Linked DNA regions of Mus musculus: all the other regions are linked to region 1. A link is a contact called in public promoter capture Hi-C data. All regions are on one chromosome and are shown on one strand. Each heading gives the region's core, a stretch centred on a gene start, on an enhancer-like site or on the middle of the called end of the contact. The rest is flanking DNA. Distances are from core to core; before and after follow the strand shown.

The links. Promoter capture Hi-C pulls out the DNA fragments that hold promoters and counts their contacts.
Region 2: a contact with region 1 is called in a promoter capture Hi-C map of pre-B cells, with 3 times the contacts expected there. The contact joins the promoter of Mapkapk3 here to the promoter of Smarcc1 in region 1. A contact is called at or near these places in 1 of 39 promoter capture datasets (pre-B cells) and 1 of 484 Hi-C or Micro-C datasets (CD4 T cells).
Region 3: a promoter capture Hi-C map of pre-B cells shows a contact between it and region 1, with 2.9 times the contacts expected there. The contact joins the promoter of Zmynd10 here to the promoter of Smarcc1 in region 1. A contact is called at or near these places in 3 of 39 promoter capture datasets (erythroid cells, liver and pre-B cells) and 1 of 115 datasets of contacts at active chromatin or transcription factors (large pre-B cells).
Region 4: a contact with region 1 is called in a promoter capture Hi-C map of pre-B cells, with 3 times the contacts expected there. The contact joins the promoter of Hyal2 here to the promoter of Smarcc1 in region 1. A contact is called at or near these places in 3 of 39 promoter capture datasets (the C10 cell line, liver and pre-B cells) and 1 of 9 other capture datasets (adipose tissue).
Region 5: a contact with region 1 is called in a promoter capture Hi-C map of pre-B cells, with 9 times the contacts expected there. The contact joins the promoter of Rbm5 here to the promoter of Smarcc1 in region 1. A contact is called at or near these places in 4 of 39 promoter capture datasets (the C10 cell line, hippocampal neurons, liver and 1 more) and 1 of 9 other capture datasets (adipose tissue).
Region 6: a promoter capture Hi-C map of pre-B cells shows a contact between it and region 1, with 8 times the contacts expected there. The contact joins the promoter of Rbm6 here to the promoter of Smarcc1 in region 1. A contact is called at or near these places in 2 of 39 promoter capture datasets (liver and pre-B cells).

Annotation. Positions count from the first base shown.
Region 1 is chr9:110,130,559-110,133,527 of GRCm38.p6, reverse strand. It overlaps Smarcc1 (SWI/SNF related, matrix associated, actin dependent regulator of chromatin, subfamily c, member 1), which reads right to left and starts at 1,504. Exons shown (of 28, transcript NM_009211.2): 1 at 1,220-1,504. The coding sequence starts at 1,411.
Region 2 is chr9:107,288,327-107,291,295 of GRCm38.p6, reverse strand. It overlaps Mapkapk3 (mitogen-activated protein kinase-activated protein kinase 3), which reads left to right and starts at 1,419. Exons shown (of 11, transcript NM_178907.3): 1 at 1,419-1,771; 2 at 1,900-2,176. The coding sequence starts at 1,952.
Region 3 is chr9:107,545,739-107,548,707 of GRCm38.p6, reverse strand. Zmynd10 (zinc finger, MYND domain containing 10) reads right to left here and starts at 1,404. Exons shown (of 12, transcript NM_053253.4): 1 at 1,160-1,404; 2 at 800-908; 3 at 1-38. The coding sequence starts at 1,251. It overlaps Gm34106 (predicted gene, 34106), which reads left to right. Exons shown (of 2, transcript NR_168657.1): 2 at 709-1,140.
Region 4 is chr9:107,567,592-107,570,560 of GRCm38.p6, reverse strand. Hyal2 (hyaluronoglucosaminidase 2) reads right to left here and starts at 1,398. Exons shown (of 4, transcript NM_010489.2): 1 at 1,328-1,398; 2 at 1-457. The coding sequence starts at 411.
Region 5 is chr9:107,769,487-107,772,455 of GRCm38.p6, reverse strand. Rbm5 (RNA binding motif protein 5) reads left to right here and starts at 1,454. Exons shown (of 25, transcript NM_148930.3): 1 at 1,454-1,571; 2 at 2,830-2,895. The coding sequence starts at 2,879.
Region 6 is chr9:107,871,447-107,874,415 of GRCm38.p6, reverse strand. Rbm6 (RNA binding motif protein 6) reads left to right here and starts at 1,597. Exons shown (of 21, transcript NM_011251.3): 1 at 1,597-1,767.

The DNA.
Region 1 (2,969 bases), core at 255-2,754:
TTCAACATTTATATAAAGGTGAAATTTTACTAGAGGTATTATTGGGGCCAGTGAGGTGGAAACACATGGGTAAAAGCACTTGTCACAAGCATCAAGATCTAAATTCAAGCCGGGTGGCCCATGCCTTTGATCCCAGCACTTGGGAGGCAGAGGCAGGCTGATTTCTGAGTTCGAGGCCAGCCTGGTCTACAAAGTGAGTTCCAGGACAGCCAGGGCTATACAGAGAAACCCTGTCTCTGAAAAAAAAAAAAGTATCTAAGTTCAATTCCTGGACCAGTATGGTGTTCGAGGAGAATTGATTTGCTTAAGTGGACATGAAAACAGGAGTTGTGTGTACCCCTCCAAAGTAAATAGTTGTAATTCTTTTTAAAGTGTCAACAAAGGGTTAATTCACGACTTTTGTAAAACAACTGACTCAGCAGAATTTGCATTCTAAAGTACGGGAAACACACTTTTCCCAAAAAAATTAACATTGCAAAAAATATATATATGATAAAAACTAAGCTCTCGCCAGGTGTGGTGGCGCATGCCTTTAATCCCAGCACTTGGGAGGCAGAGGCAGGAGGATTTCTGAGTTCGAGGCCAGCCTGGTCTACAAAGTGAGTTCCAGGACAGCCAGGGCTACGAAAAACAAAACAAACAAACAAAAAAACCTAACTCTCGCTTGTACTCACATCCTTACACACCACCTAAAGTACAATGAAGTGGAAAACCAACACTTTTAATAGTTCTATATCAATTGTACAATACAAGGTTTAAACCTACATGAATCCACAAGGCCAGTCATCCAAGGTCCCCTACTAATCCACATAGGGTAGCAAGCCCTTAGTTACCTAGACGCTCAACAACTGGTCTCTAAACAAAACTTCAAGATACTTTTATTAGGATGGGCTCTTTGTTCACACACCTAAGGCAGCTAACAAAAGAACAGAAACACACGCTCTGCGACTCTGTCCAGTTCCACCTCTCCTGCACATAAGAGAGAGTGAGATGGGGCTTCCCACGCGAGTACGTGGGCCCCAGAGAGCCAGCAGCTGGGGCCAGGTCGCCGCGTGCCTAGTCGCCCGCGGGGGCGTGGCAAGCGCCGAGCCGGCCTTTGTTGTCCCTCGTGGCGCGCGGAGGGGGGGGGGGAGGGGCGGCCCCAGACATGCGAAGCGGGCAGCCACCATCAGCCCCCGTCGCGTGGCTCCTCGGTCCCCACGGGCGCGCGCGAACCCACCTTCTTGTAGTGCTTGCCCAGCCAGACTCGCACCGAATCTAGCTGGGACACCGTGTCCGGGCTCTCCCAAAACTTGCTGGCCGGGCCCCCGTCCTTCCTCCGGTACACGGCCAGCCCGGAGGCCGCCGCCGCACCCCCTGCACCCACGGCGCCTGCTGCTGCTCCCGGACCGCCACCCGCTGTCGCGGCCATAGTCACCGTCCGTCGTGTCTACCGCCCGGCCTAGCCTGGCCCTCGCGGCGTTTCCCGTTCGCACCCGCGCGCGCGCGCGCAGATGCCACCTCCTCCTCCTCCTCCTAGCCCCGCCCAGCCAACCCTCTTCCGGCGCCGAGGCGCGGCCACGCCCCTTCTGGACCCTAAAGCTGCAACGAACAGGCACTGAGAGCGGGCGTACGCATGCGCAGCACGCCGGTAGTCCCCTACGGACTGAGGCTGCCCGCCTTTTCCTCTGGTCTCTCGGAACTGAGCCTCAGCCTCTGCTGTTGGTAGACACTACGAATGACTCTTCCGGGCCCCGTTTGTCTATTCGTTAGGCGGTCAACAATCTCAAGGAGGTTCTGTATCTCTACTAGAAAAAGCGGTCTAGGGTGTGCAGTGCGAGCCGAGCCCCACCCCACCCCACCCCCCCGCGTACCCGCCCCCGAGCGCTAGTAAGCAATTCCTGCTAGTCCCGGAGGCCGCGTCGGTTTGGGGACCTGCATTAAAGACCTAGTCTTTCTTGGGGCTTCATTAATGTTTCTCGAACCACATCAGATGGTTTCTGCTTAGTCGGCCTAGCTCCAGCTACTTCTGCGACCTGGACATTATCTTCCTTTGTGATTCGCACTCTCTCAAATTCATCACTTTAAAAGTATTCCAGAAAACCAGTCCCTGAGTGAACAAGTGATCACAATTACCCAACGGTTTTTTTTGTAGCTCTCTCTTCAACCTGGTGTTTTTATCATCCGCGTTGGGAACTGGACGCTTTATCTACATTTGAAGGCTATATGAAGGCTGAAAGTTTACATTGTAAACAATGTATTGGCTGTATTGGAAACGTGAACATGATATGTTCACGAAGCTCCAAGTGAGGAGGTGTGATGAGTTTATAGACCTTAAAAAAAAATGGAGATAGCCTAGAAGATGTAGTGTGCACGCCTTTAATCCCATAAGGTAGAAGCAGGAGGTTTTCTGAGTTCCAGGCCTGCCTGATGTACATAGAGCTTGAAAGCCAGGACAACCAGGGCTACAGGAAACCCTCCCTGCCTGAACAAACAAAAGAGACTAGTTGTCTCAGGTTATGTATTTGGCTCAGTTCTTAAAAAGCTTGGCAACCTGAGTTGGAACCCCAGAATTCTCATAAAAGTAGAAGGTGAAATTCTTCACGAAGTTACACCCTGACTGTGTACTGTGGCACACATACATCACCCATACCTAATTCTGGGTGGTAGTAATCCTAGCACTCAGGAGGTCGCTGACTTTTAGGCCAGCTTGTTACCATAGTGAGTTCCAAGACTACATACAGAGACCCTGTCTCAACAACAAAATGGAGCAGGGCAGTGAAATGGCTCAGCGGGTAATGCCAATAGTGACGACCTAAATTCAATTCTGGAACTGGAACAATGGAAGGAGAGAACCAACCAACTAACTTGTCCTCTGACTTCTACAGGCAGCCTGGAATGACATGCTTGTCATGGCACATTCACACCCACAGACATAAGCAACATAAAGTAAATGCATAAATGTAATTTAAAAGTTCTTTTAAAGCCGG
Region 2 (2,969 bases), core at 170-2,669, 2.8 Mb after region 1:
TCTTCCCGAGTGGTTATCAGGAACCTGGATGCAGTTGTACAAATAGAAGGGCACCAATTTTCTGTTGGCCACTGACAGTTGCAGAGTGCAGCCCAGGCATCTTTGTGTGTGTTGTGGTGGAAGGCCGGACACAGCCTCCTTTGGGTGGGACAGAGGTCCGGGTGGCTGCAGTTCTGAATATAGTCTGTAGATGGCAGCAGAGACCTGCTCAGAGGGCTTGCCTGTGGCGCCGCCTGCTCTGTAGACTTGTGGGAAAGTTGGCTCAAAATATCTATGATAGGCTAAAAGGTGAAGGTCTAAGTGCAGAAGGGAAAAATTTAAAGCGAATAGAGGAATTGGATGGAAGAAATGGATTTTAATGTTAAGGCTGATTGATTGAGCCGGGCGTGGTGGCGCACGCCTTTAATCCCAGCACTTGGGAGGCAGAGGCAGGCGGATTTCTAAATTCAAGGCCAGCCTGGCCTACAGAGTGAGTTCCAGGACAGCCAGGGCTACACAGAGAAACCCTGTCTCAAAAAACCAAAAAACAACAAAAACAAAACAAAAGATTGATTGGTTTTTCGAGACAGAGTTTCTCTGGCTGTCCTGGAACTCTCTTTGCAGACCAGGCTGGTTCGAACTCACTGAGGTCCGTCTTTTTCTGCTTTCAGAGCGCTGGGATTAAAGGCATAGGCCACTATGCCCAGCTAATTTTATTTTTTAAAAACATAGCCTCACGATGTAACCTAGGTTAGCCTCACAATCCTCCCGCCTAAGCCTTCCTCGCGCTGCAATTACAGGTGTTCATCACCATGGCCAGAACTTGAACTTTTATTAGTTGAGATTCTTAGAACCTAAAGCTCAAATCACGAGGTGAAAAGTTGATGCAGCTGACCAAATGGGAAATCGAGATTTCTGATTCAAGAGCGTCCCAAGTGTGTTCAACTTACGGCTACGGGCTGTAAGTGGTCCAGGGAAGTATGAATGTGGCCCAATACATTTATTTGGAATGACAAGTGAATTGCAAAGTCAAAAGGTTAGTCAGGAAGTGCATAGAAAGGAAAGCTAGCCAGTTGTTAGACAGATGCCCTAAACCAGGAAATGAGTGGCGGGTTAGACAACAACATGCCAATTCCCAGGGCACGCTGACTAAACATTCAAAAAGTTGAATTCTGAAACACTTAGCTACCTGGAAATTTTGGGAGTCTAAAACGCCCCCTGGCAGCTAGCAAAAAGAACACTTCACTCAAGAGCCCGCAAGAGAAACAAAATGTCTTGCGCTGTAACTTTTCTAGATCACAGATAAAATCCGAGGAGGCTGGTACAACAGTTGAAGGAGCTCCTAGCGGTGTCCCAGGGCGCTGCGAAAGTTACAGTGAACTTGACGAGGCCACGCCCCATTTTGTCTCGACTCAGAGGCGGAGTCTGCCAGGGGCTCTGCCCTGGCCTGCCCAACCCGGACTAGCCTGGCCCTTTAAGGTTGACCTAGCGGGGCCCCAAGTCTGAATGACGCGACGAGAAGCGGGGGTGGGGGGTCACGTGGGACGCGGGCGGCGAGACTCTGGGTCCAGGGCTCCGGTCCTCAGCGGACTCCAGGGATCACTATCTCTTGCCCACTCTCGCCTGCACCATGATTTTCGTGTAGTGCTTTGCCACCAAGTGCGCCTTCGCCTGGTCCGCCTTTCTTGGGTCTCTGTATGGCTGGTTCTCAAGACCTTGTTGCTATACAGCGCCGGACTCCTTCCTAATTTGACACGTGCCTGGGCTGAGGGATCACCTCCCCCTGCTGTACGTAAGTACTCTCAGGCAGTTTCCAGCTTGTCTTGGGCCAGGAGCCCAGTCAATCTAGTTCTGGAGAAACCAAAGCTGGGGTGTGTCCAAAAAGTCCCGGTGGGGAGTGACTCTTTCCCTTTCCTTCAGGTGCCTCTGGACGCGCCAGGCTGGGGCTACCTCCGAGCGCCCCGTGGGGGCCATGGATGGCGAGACAGCAGGGGAGAAGGGGAGTCTTGTGCCCCCGCCAGGTGCGCTCGGCGGGTCCGCCTTGGGTGGTGCTCCGGCCCCAGGTGTGCGACGGGAACCCAAGAAGTACGCGGTGACTGATGACTACCAGTTGTCCAAGCAAGTGCTGGGTCTGGGTGTGAACGGCAAGGTACTGGAGTGCTACCATCGGCGCTCTGGCCAGAAGTGTGCCCTGAAGGTTAGTGACCCATCTCTCTGAGGGCTAGGGTGACATGGAGGGTCCAACAGCAGAAACCTGTGGATGTATCTGTGTCCGGGGTCTCTATTAAACATCTACACATGGCATCTTGTTTTATTTTCAAACTCTTCCTCTAGCGTCAGACTCGTGGTCCTCTTAGCCTCACATACACGGAAACAGGCTGACCTACCTAAACTGAGGGTGTGTCCCAAAGAGCGAGGGGAGGAGTCAATGTGAGTAGAGCTGTTGTACCCGGAAGGCAGGAGGGTGTGGCTGTGCGCTCTGGTTCTGGCTTGGGCTTTGTGTTTAGGCCCAAAGGATGCTCTTAAATTCTTAGTTATCCCCTGCAGGTAGCTCCTTCTATGGGGATGCGGCTAAGTTTTCCTTAGGCTCAGTGCAGGGTTGTCCTCCTCATGGCCCCTGCCCGCTGAGGTGGGACCATGAGCCTCTTAGGGTGTTTTTTGACTACTGGGCCCCTTGAGTTGAGTTGGTGGCCTCTTGTGGAAAGGGGCAAGCTTTGCTCATAAGCTGACCCACCCTGGACAGACGATGGAGAACCACTTATCACATCATATTCAAGGTTCCCTAGAGGTATGGCACAGTGATGTGGGTGGGGTGGGGGAGTGGCTTGGAGTAGTTGATCTCACTACTAGAATCTGGTTCGGGCACGTGGCGCCAGCCCAAGAACCCCTACTCCTACCTGTGTCCTCACCCCACCCCCATCGCAGAACTCCAGAATTCCTTGCATTTTTGTCACTGGAACCAGACTCTTTGGAGGTAGTGCCACTGGCGC
Region 3 (2,969 bases), core at 155-2,654, 2.6 Mb after region 1:
ATCTCCACCGCAATCAGCTCCTCCACCAGCGTTGGGATCTGCGGAGGACGGGGGAGAAGCAGGGGTGAAATGGCCCTGCCTTGGTCCCTCAGCTTTCCTGTCCCAGCTTTAGCCTGTCTTAAGTCTCCAACTCTCTTGGGTTTCCTCTGAATGGCCTTTACTGCCATTGCCCTCTTGCACCTTACCCCACCCTCCGTCCAGGGATACCCCACTTTAGGGCAGCTCTGCTCTTCCTGTCCTTATTCTGGTCTTTGTCACCTGGCCTTACTCTTACTTCAGCCCTTTACTGAGCCCTGTTCCTAGACCAATCCCTGCTACCCAGCTCTGCCTTTCTCTTGCAGGAGAACTAGGGCCGCCCTTGGCCCAGCCTCCAGCCAGGCATCTTTCCCGGCTTCTACTTTCTCCTAGTGTGCTACCTTCCCCATTTGGAAAGCCTCACTTCCTCCTTAGAGAGGATCTCTTTGGCCTTACAGTCAATTCAGGCTCATGTCAGCACTTGAGCACTCCCCCTGGAGCCTAGGATCCATGGCTCCATCCACTCTCGCATCCACTGAGGGTACAATAGGAAATGTAGCCAGCCAGGTACAGCGAGGCATGCCTGCAGCCCCGGCACTTGGGAGGCAGACACAGTTAGGCTAATGGCCATCTGGGCTACAGATCAACACCTTATCTCAAAATAAAACAAACATATTTTTCTTTCCCACTTAGGTGTACCAGGCCTGAAGGAAGAACAGGTGCTGCCTAGTGTCCCCAAGAGGTACAATAGAAGGCAGGAATCCTGCCTGGGACCTGGACGTACCTTCCCATGGTTGATTAGCAGTTCCTGGATGGGCTCAGCCTGGCTGATAGTTGCATCAAGGATGGCTTGCATGTTCAGCTTCTCCAGGCTCTCATGCTGCTTATTCCACCTGCCCCCGAAGGGATGTATGTACATTGGGTGACCAGATGTGCAACGGGAGTGAGGGTGGGGTTGGATCCTACTGAAGACTACCATGATCCTGTCCTGGGGCCAGAGGGGCACGGGGGCCATACGCTTCTATCTCAGAGAGCTTTGCCTACCCACCTGGAGGCCCCTCCACACTGGCAACCCCTTCTCCAATGTCAGTTCCAAGCTCCTCCACTAAAAGACCAGTGACTCCACCTGTGGCGGCTGCCTCACCCTTCAGAGCCCATCTCCCGAAGCTGGAAGCTGCGCAGGCCCCGCACCAGCACCTCAGCCTCCCCAGGCAGCAGCAGTTCCAGGTCACCCATGCCAGGGGCTAAGATTCCTTTGGTTTTGGGAAGCAACCCGAATAGGGAAAACTGAAACACTTAGGACTACAGAGTCCAGCGGTAGGACCAAAGTCTTGGGACAGGGCAGTTGCCAAGCCGTTGAAGCGCTTGAGTCGTCGTCGCCATGGAAACGAGGGAGCTTGGCGCCTGCGTAGTTTTGTCTCGATACCGCTCTTGCCACGCCTACCTCACCGCCAATAAGCAGCCCCAGATGCCAGACCCACTCGCCACACCTCCCCAGGGCTTGCACAGCTGTGAGTGTGCAACTCCTGCAGCTGCACTGTCTTAGCCCCTCAATAGGGTAGCTACCGCGGTCTCAGCAGCTGAGTCTTTCAGTTTTTCGTTTTTATGACATAGGCTGGCGTGGAACTTCCTATTTATACCGAGCTGGCCTTCAAATCAAAGGGTTCCACTGGCCTCTGTGTGCTCTGTCTTTCTAGTGCTGAAATTAAGGCATGCGTTACCAGGCTCAGGCCCGCAGCCAGGAGTCCTAATGATGTGCACCTAACATACCTCCCTCCAGAATGGCGCTGGCTCCCAAAATACCAGACCACAGCGGCTTACCAGGAAGAACCTTCCTCCCGCCCTCTCTCCTACCCACGTGCTTCATTTTTTTTGTCCCATTCTCTTTTATTTTAAAAACGTTTGTGTGTGAGCCATCTCCCCAGAACCCCATCCTCTCTTTGAGATGGATTCTCATTATATAGCCAAGACCGACACGGAGCTCGCTATAGAGCCAGGGCTGGTTTAAGCTTTCCTTCTTCTTGGTCGGCTTCCCCAGTGTTGTGGATTGAGGCGTGCACCACCGTGCTTGTTTTCCACGTCCCAACCTCATGAGCTTTCCCTGAGTTCCTCCTACAGGCTTTCTGAGACAGGGTTTGACTATGTCAGCCAGGCTGGCTTTAACTCTGTATAGTCCAAGCTGTCTTTGAACTAATTCACTTGTGTCAGCCTCCTTAGTGTTAGCATCACAAGCATGCGCCACCATGTTTGGGCCCTTGCCTTATTTCTTCTGGAATAGTCTTACTCCTTCAAGGCTCAGTCACTCAGATCCTCCTTGGCCATCTAATACAGAGCAATTTTTGCTCCTGTCCCAATATATTATATCCATCTTACCTGATTCTAGTTCTTTCGGTTTATAGGCCAGAGCAGTGCTCATAGCTGAGAACTTGCCTGTCTAGCATGCACAGAGCCTTGGCTTCAGTCCCCAGGACTGCATACGTGGGGTGTGGGAACATAAATCTATAATCCTAATTAACTAACTCAGGAGACCAAGGCAGGAGAATCAGAAGTTCAAATCAGGAAGTTCCAGGCCACTCTGTGCTTTATAACAGCCCGTCTTAGCTCCACCTCGTACTGACCGCCAAAAAATAAAAATAAAAAAACAAACAAACAAAAAGTTAAAAATCTAAGTGTGGCCAGGCATTCCAGCGCCCACCTTTAATCCCAGCACTCAGAGGCAGAGGTAGTCAGCTCCCTGACTGAGTAGGCCAGCCTGGGCTACGTAGTGAATCCCAGGACAGCCAGAGTTACATAGTGAGACTTTGTCTCAGAAAAATCAACCTCCTTCATCCCTCAAAACCCAAAACAAACCAACCAATCAACAAACAAAAACCTTCAGCCTGTTTGACATTTTTGCCCACTAGATGGCGCTCCAGCCAGCCCAGGCCAGTTGGCATGGCTTTCACATTCACTGG
Region 4 (2,969 bases), core at 149-2,648, 2.6 Mb after region 1:
CCATTCCTCCCAGTCAATGACTGCCAGCCCCCCAGGCTCCTGGGTCTGGATGTAGCGTTCCACAGATTCCTTCAGCATGGGCAGGTGTGCACAGAGGCTGCCGTTCTGAGGCACACCGCCATGCACAGATGTCCCGGCTGCATCAAAACGTGGATACAGGCCTAGACGGTCGTAGTAGAAGGTGGTGATATTCTGGTTGAAAAAACCCTCATTCGGTGTAGCCTTCACATCGAAGGCCCTAAGGTCCAGTGGCACTTTGTGGCGTGGGGCACATTCTTGTGTGGGCACGTTCCATGCTACCACAAAGGGTCGGCCAGTGAAGATGGGCGGCGCTGTGGGCTTAAGCTCCCCGGCCCATGCTACCTCCAGCACTAGGGCCAGTGTGATGATGGGACCTAGTCCTGCCCGCATGCTGGGGGCTACAGGAAGTGTTACCTGCCTGGTAGCAGCTCAGGAACTGAAGAAAGTGTGAGAGAGAACAAGTCAGTCTAGCAAATTCCAGAGATGTGTACGCACCTTCATCCCACATAAACTCCCCAAACCCATACTGTGCGGCACACCATGCTCCTGCTCAGATGGCCGAGGCTGTAACAGGTTTGGGAGATAGCAGGATGCTGATGGGTAGGCAAAAGACCTTAGGGAATTTACCGAAACCACAGAGCTCTTTCTAGAGCAGGGAGCTGCCCGTGGTTGGGCAAGAATCTCCTTTAGGTCCATGTCCTTTCTGAAAAAGGGACTGATTAGGCTACCGACTCACTGCTAGAGTCACTTACATGCCTGTATACCATACAGTAAATAGTTTTAAAACACTCTGAACACCCCATGTCCCCCACCCTCATTACGAACTCAGAATTGATTCTGAGAAGAGACAGCATTTGGGGCACAACGCATACAGAAGCTGGGAAGCTGTTAGGTACACTGCAGAGGAACTGGTATCTGTGCAATGTGCGCCAAGCAGAAGAGCAAGAACGTCAGGACTTAGTCTCGGGCACCGACACTCTTAGGATAGGAGGAGGCGCCCCGGGGACAAAGGGGCAGCGGACTTCCCACCGCGGTGCTCGCCGACCTGCCCTTCCCACCACAGCCACCAAGAATCTGTGTGAGCACTTCGCGACCGGCCCACACCCTCACCTCCCAGCACAAGGGGTCCCGGGTAAAGAGTATTCCACTCCGGTCTTTGTGCGGGACCCCGCCCCCGCCCCGCACGTGGGGCCAGAGTTCAGCCGGGTGGGGGTGGGGTTCCTGGGTCACTTATGAGGGCGCCCCTAGAGATTCAGAGCCCATCTCACAGGAAGAGAGTCACCAGGCTTGCGACGCCCGCCCTCACCTCGAACCAGGCGCCACCAGGACCCACGCCAGGGCCGCCGCCATCCTGGTACCAACCAAGCCCGATCCGGCCCTTCGCCCAAGCACTGCCCCAGCTCGAGCCTCTGTTGGCTCCGCCCCGAGGCCCGCGGGCCCTTTAAGAATCCTGCCTCGGAGGTGGGTGGATGGCAGAATTTACGGCCTCGTAGGGAGGGTGTGTTTCTCTTCCTTTTTGCCAGTGCTGCGTTTCGAGTTCGAGGACCCTTAGATCTTCTGTAGAGGAACATAGTTATGTATCTGAGATTGAATACCTCCTGGAATGGGGATTCCCGCTGGTTTTAGCCACCAGAGCTAACCAGCCTGAGATATTACCCCCACAATCTGTCGTCAGTGGAACAATCCACTCTTTGCAGCTGGCCTCTTAAAGGGATAGAACATTGGATGGGGCGGGCGCGAGCGGAATGAGGGGGTAGTGGTGGTAATGGCATTTGAAATAAAAGCTTATAGCTGAAGCCTTGACTGGGGGTAGCTGCGGATTCAATCCCACCTGTCTGAATATGGACTCTAGCAAAGTGGGCCCTTTGTCTAGTGTAAGAGATTTTGACACGAGTGGATCCAGAACCTCTTGGAACATTAATGACCCGCCTTCGCTGAGCCCAGGTTCCCTCCACTAGTCTGTCTGCGGTCAGAAGGAAGCCCCGCCTTTTGTTTTGCCCGTCTAGAGGAGGGGGCCTAGTACAGCTTCTGAGCCCTCCTTTGGCAAAGCAGACATAGTGGTTGTCCTGGTAACCAGGGGGGTGGGTCGCTGCCTTGCCAAAGGGATTGAAGTTCAGTCGGGCCAAAGGGGAAAGTGATCTAGCCACTTTCACCGGATCCACGCCAGGGCTTGCCAATTTACTGGATTCTCCCCGGACCAGTCTCTGCGACGAGGTGAAGGTGGGATGGTTGTCCATAGGGGTACCCACTCAACTCCAAATAAAGAGCAATTTGCCAAAGTTTCGGGCCTGACTTCGTAGAAAGGAGGCTTCAGTGTCTCCCTAGTACCCCGACTCCATATTCTGAACCTTTCTGCCTTGCAATCCCCTTCCAGTGAGGACTAGGTTTAGACCTGTACCCTCGCCTCTTAGATCTGCTCTCCAATGCACGACTCAAATCTCCGAAAGTCCGCTTCTGGCCGCCAGCCCCTTTCCCTACCGCAAGCTTGGAAGCTAGGGAGCGCCGCAGGAGTACACGCATTTATGGCAGTGCGGACTAGCTTTATGTACTACTCTGCGCTCACCTGAGTAGAGTCTCTCCAGCCAGGTTCCTTGCGCCAGCTGCTGCCCTCTGGGCAGTCTGCTGGGGATTTGATAAACCCCATTCCTTCCCACCCACTCCCTCCCGCCTCCCATCCCTGCTCTTTCTCCTCACTTCCTGCTGCCCTCCAGGCGGAAAGGGCCAGGGGGGCGGGGAGGAGAGCCCCTTGACCCTGTTTCCCTTGGTGGCTGGCTGCCCTTTGCACCCTTCCTCTCAGGAAGGTCTGCATGAGTTGTGCCAGGTGATGGGAAGGATATGGGCCTAGGAACCAAGGGCTCATCTTTCTCCAAGTTTTGCATCATCCTCAAATCCAGTAGGGTGTGAGGGGGCCCAAGTGGCTGGCTGTATTCATGGGAGTCAATTTGCTG
Region 5 (2,969 bases), core at 205-2,704, 2.4 Mb after region 1:
ATAGTCCATCTACTCACAAAAACAATTCTACTCAACAGACAGACACAATTGAGAGGATGCCATTCATCCCTGGATGGAATCTGTCTAGGGATAGGGGAGTAGCTTTTGAGTTTAAAATTGAATTGGCAGCATGGTGGCTCACCTTTAATCCCAGCAACCAGTGAGTGAGTTCTTTATATCACCCTGGCTTTCCTGGAACTCACCTTTTTAGACCAGGCTGGCCTTGAACTCAGAGATCCAATTACCTCTGGGATTATAGGCATGGATCACCACACCCTGCTATAAGTGGTTTCTATGATCTGCAGACAAATGTATATTTTCTGCGGTTAAGTGTGTTATATATACTCAACCATAATTGGGCATATCTTAACATTTACATAATTGTATACTGAGAATACATAGATACAAAAGAAAGATGTTGAGTATGTGTTCCTTCAGCTGTGTTATCAGGCATTTCTAGCCAGTTTCAGTCACCCTAATTCCTGCACACCGTTATTCTTATCAGACTTGTAATCCCAGAAGGAGGTGAAAACTGGAGGGTCAGAAACAGTCCCACACTAAGGAGATGGATCTTGGTCAGTCTACATTGTGAATTCCAGGCTAACCAGAACTATAGAGACCCTTTCTAAAGAAAACAAAAGGGAGGGAAGGGAAGAAAAATTAAAAAAAAAAATGAGGGAAATCTGCTCCCTAATAACTACATATGCAGAGGACAAGTTATGGCAACTGGATGACAATATCTCCACAAAAAGCAGAGAGAGGGGGGGGGGGAACCTCTAGGGTTTTGTCTGTTTTGTTGGATTTTTTTTTTTAATGTGTAGTTGGGTGATGATTTGGTTTGAATTTGGGCTGCTTTGCATTTACTTATTGTTGGTGTATTTGAACACACATCCATGTTTGCCACATCAGAAGACTACTCTCATGCGTGGTTCTCTTTCCATCCTGTGAATTGCAGGGATGGAACTCAGGGTTTTAGGCTTGGCAGTAAGCCTTACCTGATGAGGCTATCTCACAGGCTTGGTTTTATTGTTGTTTTGTTTGCTTGTGGCAGGGTCTTACAACAAAATATCCCTATTGTTCTGGAGTTCATATTCTAGTGCTGGCATGGCTTCTGAAAACAAGCTAGTTCAGTTTCCAGTTTACCGAATTATTAGCTCTGTATGTTTGTAAAACGACTAGGGAAGTAATCCGTAGTATGCCTTCTCTACGAACTGGATTATACGTTTTACAGTGTGTCAAGCGCTGGTAAAGTTCACATCCGGGTTCTCAGAAGCTGAATGGCAGCTTTGTCATGGAGCAGATGAAATACGCAAAAAAATTAACGCAGGGTATAGTGACAGGCTGCCTGGGCGACCACACTTCCCGGCAGCCCTCGCGCAGACCGGCACCCTCGCTGATTGGACGCCTCTGGAGAGGCGGGTAGGATGGGAGGTGGGGGAAGGTCGACGCGCGAGGGACTGTGGGTAGGAGAAGACGGTCGGTGGAGACGCCATTTTGTGGAGCGGCCGAACCTTGTAGGAGGTTCTGGGGCGCAGAGCCGCTACTGCTCCTGCTTTGTTCCCTCTGTGGGGGTGAGTGCGGCTGCCGTCCATTACACCCCAGTGATTTTGCAATTGGTGCTGTCCCTTAAGTCTGCCTGTCAGCCGCCAGAGGTGACCGCTCAGCCGAGTCTTTGAAGAGACTAAACTAAGCAAGCGCTTGAGGGCCGCGCCCCTCCTCGCCTCTGGCTCTGCTGGCTTTCATAGGTTGCCCCCTAGCCCGGTCCTCGACCCGCCTCTTTGGAGTTGTTTGTCTCTTGCTGGGACGTTGTCCCGAATCCCCTGTCGTGCGGAGCTGTGGAGCGCCTGGCAGTCTCTTAAGCCATCATCGCCCTGAGTCTCCAACTGAATCTCGCTGTGCGAAAGGTGGTTGGGAATGGGTGTGGGGAGGGATGGATGGAAGATAAGAAAGATGGACTGAATGCCGGATTCAGTTGCGCCGCCATCTCGGCTGCGATACCCCGCGGAGGTGGGCATGGGCAACCTCCCTGGGAGGTGGGTGCGGGCATCTCGGGCGAAAACAAGGGACAGCCGTAGCCGTTCGACCCCGGAACTTGACCCACTAGATGTCTCTTATTTTTTAAGTCAACGAATGTTTGTTAAGTGCTTGCTTTAAAAGACCAGATTCTAGAAATGGCAGTAACTATAGTTTCTGGGACATCACAGGCATCATAGCTGTGTGATGTTTTATTACGGCCAATCGGCCGGGGAAAGGCTGTGGGTCACTCGGTGGCCTGTTGTCGATCAGGGCTGGTCCAAGACATAGGTGTTATTGATACACAGATATTAAGCCGAGTCAAGGTTTGGTCTTGTCTTACTGAAATAAATTGAGATCAGGCGATGTGTTATATATGTAAATTTCAATCAGATCAGCATTCCAGCTTCTAAGTTTTTGTCAGAAAAATTTGAGATCGTGTTACAATTTTAGTGTTGAATTTTATATTAACGAAGACAGTTGGATGAATGCTTTAATCATTGTCCATCTCAATAAATAGCGTTGCTTTGGTTATGAAAATCAGGAGCTTTTTGCTTTGTAATTGTAGTGGGAGTGTCCAAGGTGTCTAAAGCCTTCACCCTTCTTGAGTTTCTTATTGAATATATGATCTTAATATGTTAAAGTGACCTTCATCTTCCTGCTTCTTAACACAATTATGACTTAGTGTTGACAGCCTCCTTTTCCTTCCTCTTTTTAGTCATTGTTAAGTATTAGCCACAGTTTCTATCCCAGTTTGTAGGGTTCTTGAATTAAGTGATCTCTGAAATTTGCAATTTTTCTCTTTCCCACCCCTAGGGGAAAATTTAAGCCTTTTGAAGCAGTGTGCTAGCTCTTCCGTGAGACGATGGGTTCAGACAAAAGGTGAGTTTCAATACATGACATGCCTTTGATCTCAACAGCTTAGTTGGGACTGAAATATTTGTTTAAAATTGTTT
Region 6 (2,969 bases), core at 348-2,847, 2.3 Mb after region 1:
TCCACTGCTTTCCAAATCTAAAGTCCCCAAACCCACATTCTTCCAAACAAAATCATGGTCAGGTCTGTCACTGCAATACCCCAGTCTCTGGTACCAACTTCTGTCTTAGGTTTTTACTGTTGTGAACAGACACCATGACCAAAGCAAGTCTTAGAAATTACAACATTTAATTGGGGCTGGTTTACAGGTTTAGAGGTTCAGTTCATTATCCTCAAGGCAGGAACATGGCATCCAGGAAGACATGACTTAGGAGGAGCTGAGAGTTCTACATCTTTACCTGAAAGCTGCTAGCAGAATACTGACTTCCAGGCAGCTAGGATAAGAATCTTATTGCCTACACCCACAGTGACACACCTACTCCAACAGGGTCACAACTTCTAATAGTGCCACTCCCTGAGCTGAGCATATGCAAACCATCACACAGGGGTTCCTTTTTGTAGCCCAGACTGTACTAGAACTCACTCTGTAGAACAGGCTTGCCTTGAACTCAAAGGTACATCTGTTTCTGCCTCTGGAGTGGAGGGATTAAAGTATTGCACCATCACTTCCTGTCTCCATGCCCAGCTTTTTCCAGTGGGCATTTATGGCAGCAGCATTTATTGATATTTTATTTGTCACATATGTACAGTCCCCTCAGAGGCTAGAAAAGAGCATTGGATCTCTTTGAACTGAAGGAACAGAGGATTGTGAACCGCCACGTAGTTTTTGGGAATTGAACCTCTGGAGAGCAACCAGTGTTTTTAACTGATGAACTGTTTCTCCAAGTGTCTTTCTTTGACCTTGAAGAATCGAATTAGGCTACAATATCATATATCGCCAGGGCATACACACAAGGCACCAGGTGGCTGGGATAAGCAAACCCCTCACAATATAGACAATCTACCTGAGAACTTGGGAGTCAGGTAGATCATTAGCTGGAAGATTCTGGAAGAGGTTGCGTATCAACAGTTACTTTGCTTTCTTTCCGTTAGAATTACGATGTGCAGTTTTTGTGGCGAGTCACGCGTGTCTACATTTATTGCCTAGAGCTAGCGGGACCTGTAGAAACAAGTTTTATTATTTTTTTTTAATGGGTTGAGCTACTGAACCTTTTTACACGGATGATTTCCGCCTGGAGTGTTTGACCAGAAGTCTGTCGGAAGGTAAAAAAGGACGAGTCTTTGGGTCCTAATACTTCAACTCAAGCAGTACTTTTGCATTTATTCTCTGGACTTAGGTAGAAGGGGTCTTATTTATGTAGCCGAAAAGCCAGCAGCCCTTTGCCGTAACGGAATAAGACCGGAAAGATCTCCTCCCATTTTCTGCACCCGAACTGACAATCTCTCTCTTTCCCAAGGGGCAAGGCAGGACCGTCCCCCAGCACCTGGCAGGGTGTGTCACTAGGCTGTCTAAGCCACCCGGACCCCTTGCACACTTGCGAGGAAAACACCAGAGAAGCAGTGACAGCACTGAAGCCAAACCATAACTCCCGGCAGGCCCTGCGGAGAAGCGTGCCTTCTAATTGGGCAGTGGCTAACAGCGTGCCTTTCCATTGGGCAGCAGCTCCACCAGCCGTCAAAGCCGCTGCGCGCAGGGCACGGCGGGAGAGGAGGCCGCGGGATTTGCGGCCGTACTTCATCTCCCGGCGGGCCCAGCGCTGAAGGCGGTGGCGCGACGCCTTTGTGGAAGCCGGAGCCCACCGGGAGGAAGTTCCGGTCTCCGGGACGCTGGGTCCGTGGCGGCCTCTGAGGAGGAGGAGAAGCGGGCCGCGGCGGCTACGCTGCTTTGGTAAGGGCCCAGGCTAGGAGAGAGGGCGTGCCCGAGCTTCTGGGACGGGGTCAGCGGGCCTGGCGGCTCTGGAAATCGCGGGCCCGCGCGGCCTAGCAGCCGTGGCTTCGAAGACACGGGGCGGCCGCGGCCTCGCTCGCTTGCGAAAACAGTCGTGTGTCGCGGGAGGCGCCGCTCGCGGCAGGAACGCCCCGGAACGGTCGCGGGCCCGGGGCGGGGCCCGAGGCGGCTGTAGAATTACCGGTCCCAGCGCGGAGCGGCCAGCTGTGGGGCGAGGGACCCGCGCGTGGCAGCGGTTCTGGCGCTCAGCTCTGTGGTGCTGCAGGAGAGATTTCTTTCTCTTTCCCCTTGTGTTTGTGATCTTGTCCTGAGAGACATCACTAGATACGGAACTCTTGTGCCCTGCAAGTAACCTTGGCCGCCCACCCAGACACCCAACCAGGAAGGTGCGAGAGTTCAGAACCTGGCCCACGGGCCCGTAGAACCGGGAGGTGGGCGAGGGTGACTGGTGGGTTCTGTACCGGTTGGGCGAATGTAGGAGGAGAGTGATGTTCCCACATATTCGTGCTTTAGATTCCTTTTGGCGTTGTTAATAATGTGCTTTTCTTTTAACTTTATAATTGACGTTGAGCTAATGAATTCAAGTGTGGGGTTGCGTTTCTTAATTAAAAACAAAAGGCCTTATTTGTAGAGCACATATACTTGAGGTAGTTTGTATATTTTCTCCTCCCCCTCACCCCCACCCTAGGCATTCTTATTAATTTCAGACTAATTGGATATAAGTTAAGGAGTAGGTTTTTTTTTTTTTCTTTTTTATCCGCTTGATCACCCAGGTCATTTTCTGAACTCTGGATTGTGCCTTAGGATTGTTAGTTTTCAACTTCCTGTTGACTAAATATGTCACAGTTAACATTACTAAGCTTGTGAGAATCAAAGGGGAAAGTGTCAACAGCTAATGACAATGTGGAAAGTAACTTAGCACTAAAATACTAACTTGAGGAAACATAGTGGTTGAATCTACTGCCAGGCTTAGTGGAGTTTAATCCTGAAGTTTAGGAGGATGAGGCAGGAGGATGTCAGGTTTGAAGCGCCCTAAGCTGCATTGAGACCCTAAAAACTTTGAGTCTGAATTTTATTTAGCTCCTTAACTAGTAGTACACTTATATAAATGCTTATCTGCTTATAAAATCTATAGGATTATC